Regions from separate parts of the Nomascus leucogenys genome. Here region 1 is linked to region 2. The links are chromatin contacts, called in public Hi-C maps. All regions are on one chromosome and are shown on one strand. Each heading gives the region's core, a stretch centred on a gene start, on an enhancer-like site or on the middle of the called end of the contact. The rest is flanking DNA. Distances are from core to core; before and after follow the strand shown. Region 1 holds the start of DKK4 (dickkopf-related protein 4). Region 2 overlaps PLAT (tissue-type plasminogen activator).

Region 1 (2,700 bases), core at 3-2,502, 210 kb before region 2:
CTAAGTGCTCTAAGTGCTCAGTGGCTGTTTGTGCCATGTTACAGGAGTTCCCGTCAGTTCTTTCGCCTGTGTATGTTGCCGGGGGCCTTTGGTAACCTGAAATTCCCTTACAGTGAGGCAGCAGGAAGCAGAGAAACCTAGCAGAGACAGAACCCTGGGGCTCTCTCCTTTATCCTTGGTCATAATTGTCCAACTTCAAAATAGATTCTGTAACACCCCTAGTCACCAGGGTTATCATGCTATCAAAGGGTGTTTGATGTTGTCAGTTTAAGGGATTAAAATAAGTAACTTCCATACGAGAGGTAGACAAGCAACACCAACCCAAGGACAAGAGCCAGGTAGTGGGAAGGCTCGAATCACCTGCATCACCTTCGGAATGGCACTGCATTACTCAACATTGAGAATGTTCCCATGCACAGAATGCCAAGATTCATGTCAATGAATTGATGTTAGGTTGTTCTGCAGGAAAATGTAGTAAATAATAAGATTATCATTTATGGCATAGAAAAAAATGCATTTTCAGATGACTCTATGCTAAGAGCAATGAAACAATGAAGAGAAAAAATGATTTTTTGACCCAGATCTAGATTGTTCTACCCTTAAAGTATTTAAGACAGTGATAAGCACATGTCTAAATTACCTAATAGTCCAAATGGAAAAAAATCAGACAGGAAAGGGATGAAGCAGAAGTTTTAAAAAATTCATATTAGGAAAATTGGAAATACATGAAATTTCATCTGAAATCAGCCAGAGACTTGGATCCTTCTTCTGCTTAAGTGAGTTTTACATAACGCAACACAAATTAAATATGTTGCTGATAAAATGGACCCAAAGCTTCGAACTGAATTGTGTAAAATGGGCTTTCTATCATTGTTCCCACCATTGAAAAATGAGATTTTCATAACTTACATTATTTTCCTAATAACTCCAACTTCAAACAGTTCAATTTTCATTTAAAGGAAAGTAATTTCCCAAATGGCATTTAGTCAGAACAGGTGCTGTTACGTTCACAACTTTTAAGTGGTTAGGATTTTGACATCTGGATGCCAGAACTAATCAGGGGGCGTTTTCTCTTTTTTCTATCTGTCCTCACTATCTGAAGCCCAGTTTACAGCTTCTCAGTGTATTTTGTACCTCATTAGTTTTTGGCATCCTCTATAGCATATTGGCCAGTATGATTCATCCTTTCTTTGAGCACAATTAGCTGTGAAAACAGATCTTAGGACAGACTCCCTCCCTACCCCCAAAGGATTACTGAAGGTAGGAAATGCAGGTGATTATCAGAGTTTGCCTTTGATACAGACATCCTGCTCTGCTGTGGCCCTTTGAACTAACTTTGATATGCAATAATTAAGAGGGATTCAACCCCTGGAGGAGAAGCCGCATGGCCCTGCCTCTTCTCTCCTTCTATTGAGTCCTTGTTTTGAACTATTGATCAAACAGATTTGAAGGGATTTGTTGAAGCCTGTGTGGGGCAGGAGAAAGGAACAGAGCGGGGAGGAGGTACATCTGGTTATAAATAGTTTCAGGAGGAACCTGCTGGTCAGACTTTGCTCAGCCAATTTCATGCACCTTACTCAAAGGTTTGCTTCCCTTTCAGAAAAAGCAGTGACAGACGACGTGCTGAGCTGCCAGCTTAGTGGAAGCTCTGCTCTGGGTGGAGAGCAGCCTCGCTTTGGTGACGCACAGTGCTGGGACCCTCCAGGAGCCCGGGGATTGAAGGATGGTGGTGGCCATCCTACTGGGGCTGAGCTGGCTCTGCTCTCCCCTGGGAGCTCTGGTCCTGGACTTCAACAACATCAGGAGCTCTGCCGACCTGCATGGGGCCTGGAAGGTAAGGCTGCTCGGCGGGGGGCGAGGTACGGGACTGCTGGCAGCTGGGGTGTTCTGTTTAGGCTTTAGTAAGTCATTCTGATTCATGTGTGAAATGTCTTACCTAGCAGGTAAATTGAATTGGTTTCGGATTTGGGAGGGCATCCTGGTAGGAGTGGTGACCTTAGCTGAAACGTATGAAATGTATGAAATAAATACAGTGGCTTTTCACATCATTTGGCCATACGTTTGTCTATAAATCAGGGAATAAACGAACACTTTGGAAGCTCTACTATGTGCCAGCGCTTTTACATGTAATACCTCATGTACTCTTCCTCACAATTTGAGATAGGTGAAACATCCCCTAATTCCAGATGAGGAAATAAAACTCAAGAGATGTCGAAGAGCTTACCCAAGCTCACACAGCCAGCAAACATGGGAATGAGAATTTAAACAGAGGGCCATGATGCATTGCCTTGTCACCGTCTAACTTCACAGAGAGAGTTGTTTTAGGAATCGCTTTATATATGTGTATATGTTATTATATATCTTATATATTATTACATATATATACTATACCTACGTTACATGTCTATGTAAAAGCATCAGCTGTCTATGAGAACAATTGATCTTCGGTATCTCTTTCTCTATGTCAATGAGGCACCATTGAAAATCAAAGGACAGTTCACTTAGGGAAGGGTCTCTAAGCTAAATGTGATTCACTAGAGTAAAAAATCAAATAGGAATGCCACAAACATCAATAGTATATTTAATTAAGCTGCAGCCAGCTTCTAGAGTTGATATATTGAAAATCTCATACTCACCTGTTAAGACACACATAGGAAAACATTTTTTCCCATTTTCACAAAGAGCACAGGAAAACTAAAT
Region 2 (2,700 bases), core at 174-2,673:
CCTCTTAGTGATACGCCTGGGGATTCTAGATGAGGGCCTCAGAGAATAAAGCAACTGGAGGAAGATCAAAGTCTCCTAAACCTAAGAATTCTAAACTGCAGGAAATTTCCCCAGGATCTGCACAGGCAACTCCGCCTGTACAGGATTTCCTTTCAGCCCAGGCAGTTGATTGACTATTGAAGTGATGGAGAGAGCCACACAATTAAGAAACGTTTGCCACAGCCTGGTGTGGTGGCTCATGCCTGTAATCCCAGCACTTTGGGAGGCTGAGGCGGGAGGCTCACCTGAGGTAAGGAGTTCGAGACCAGCCTGACCAACATGGAGAAACCCCATCTCTACTAAAAATACAAAATTAGCCTGGCATGGTGGCACACGCCTGTAATCCCAGCTACTCGGGAGGCTGAGGCAGGAGAATTGCTTGAACCCGGGAGGCAGAGGTTGCAGTGAGCCAAGATTGCACCACTGCACTCCAGCCTGGGCAACAAGAGTGAAACTCGATCTCAAGAAAAAAAAAAAAAAGAAAAGAAATGTTTGCCTCTGTTGGTGCTAGAGAATTGGAGTCTGCTTTGTAGAAGGAGAAGGCAGAAAGGCAGCTTCCTGGGAAGCAGGATCTAGATGATATGAGAAAGAAGTTTTCAAAACTCACATTCAGCCCTGATACCCTGGGAAAGCACACTATTTGAGGTCCTTTGTGTAGGCATCCTATCAGAATTAGTACTTATATTTCATGATTAGCCAGATACTGGGGTATGGGAGGACAGGCCAGCCTGCTGGTATTAAGACCTACACAGAGCCAAGGAATTGATCTTCCTCAGACATTTCAGTGCCTGCAGCGTGCCAAGCTCTCCTTTAGGTGCTGGGGGTAGAAGAGATACAAAGAGAAGTGAGGCCAGGCTCTGGTGCTGAAGGATGTGTGGGCTTTGTTTTTGTAAGGCAGTCATATCAGCGGTTTCCCCTCTGATTCCATGACAGTATTTAGTTTCTTTTTGAATGGTTTCTTCAGAAACCTCAGCTGTACCAACTTACAGTCCAAAAACAAAAAGGTTGTACCAAAGTGAAACCATTGTCTATCTGCAAGCTTAGTTAAAAGCAAAACCAAATCATTGTAATTCAATATAAGAACAGCTAACAATTACCAAGAGTTTTACTAGATGTCTTCCAGTGCTTTTCATGCATTCTTCTGCTGAATGCCGTAACCACTCTTCGGGTAGTATGAATATTATCTCTGTGGTACAGATAAGAAAACCGAAGCATGATTAGTCTAAGGCCATCAGCTAGTAAGTGGTGGAGCCAAGCTAGGGTTTTTGAGGCCTGAAACGTTTGAGTAATTAACTGTACTTTACCAGAATAGATACAGCCTAATCCTCCAGAGGACCAAGATAACTGAGATACAATTTACCCACTCTTCAGTAAGTCTCCACTTAACAGCATGCCTGGAAAAAATAGGTTCTTATAAACTGCAACTGTAGGTGAAATGACGCATAACAAAACCAACTGTACCATCATCAGCTAATTCCAAAACCAATTGTACCATCAGCTAATTCCAAAACCAATTGTACCATCAGCTAATTGATATAAACAAGAGTTGGTCAGGTGCAGGGCTCATGCCTATAATCCCAGCACTTTGAGAGGCTGAGGCAGGCGGATCACCTGAGGTCAGGAGTTCGAGACCAGCAGTTTGAGACCAGCCTAGCCAACATGGTGAAACCCTGTCTCTACTAAAAACACAAAAATTAGCCAGGTGTGGTGGTGCGTGCCCGTAAGCACGAGAATTGCTTGAACCCCGGAGGTGGAGGTTGCAGTGAGCTGAGATTGCGTCACTGCACTCCAGCCTGGGTGGGTGACAGAGTGAGACTCCGTCTCAAAAAAAAAAAAGAAGATTGAAGTTCTTGTGGCAATGTTTCTAGTCATAAAAACATCAGCAAACTTCTAAATAAAGATCCAAAACACTTCTAACATTCAATATTGAAATAAATGTGATCTATACATTTAAGAAAGGTTAATAAAAACAAACATGGTATTTATTTACCCAACTTTTGGAGAATAAGTGAGTGATGGTGGTCATAATAGTGGTGGGTTAATTCAGGGAATAAATGTTTGCAAAGCAAAAATGGTAAGGAACACCTCTTACTACCATGAAGTTCAAAAACAATCACAAATAGGGCAGGCTCCCTGACTGCCTCTGCACCTCACTGTTTATCGTCATTCATTCGTGTATTTATCACAGACTAGACAGATTTTTACTTTATAACACTTTGTATTCATTTTCCAACCTGCTTATTCCAGTTCAGGGTCTCAGGTGGGGGTGGCCAGAGCCACCTGGCAGCTCAGGGTGCCAGGCGGGACCAGCCCTGGACAGACGCCACCATCCTATTGCAGAGCCATTGACACCCACACTCACTCAGACTGGGCCCACGTAGACACATCCTCAGTTGGCCTAATGTGCAAGCTTTGGGATGTGGAAGGAAACCGGGGGACCTGGACAAAACCCAGGCAGACAGTATCCCCAGACAGGAATTGATTTTTGTTTTCCTCATCAATGTTATAATGAAATGACATTGAATAGAATATTATTGAAGGGCCTGCTGTATTTTGAAGGTTACAGTGTTCATGCTGCACATACTGACTTTCTCCAGATAGTCTGCTTTTTTTTGCAAATGCCAAACCTGCTATCTCCTTTGCAGGGCGATTCAGGAGGCC

The links. A called contact is a pair of places that touch in the nucleus more often than the background predicts.
Region 1: a contact with region 2 is called in a Hi-C map of an unstated tissue, with 3 times the contacts expected there. The contact joins the promoter of DKK4 here to the enhancer-like site in region 2. A contact is called at or near these places in 3 of 4 Hi-C or Micro-C datasets (a lymphoblastoid cell line and an unstated tissue).

The regions. Positions count from the first base shown.
Region 1 is chr8:47,050,458-47,053,157 of Asia_NLE_v1, reverse strand. It overlaps DKK4 (dickkopf-related protein 4), which reads left to right and starts at 1,252. Exons shown (of 4, transcript XM_003269640.3): 1 at 1,252-1,834. The coding sequence starts at 1,724.
Region 2 is chr8:46,839,529-46,842,228 of Asia_NLE_v1, reverse strand. PLAT (tissue-type plasminogen activator) reads left to right here. Exons shown (of 14, transcript XM_003269631.3): 14 at 2,685-2,700. Among named protein-coding and RNA genes, the nearest start is that of AP3M2, 25 kb to the right of the region's middle. Within about 2 kb of position 1,423, the one cell type or tissue checked has an H3K27ac peak away from gene starts, as active enhancers do. A contact at or near this core is called in a lymphoblastoid cell line, where this site is marked.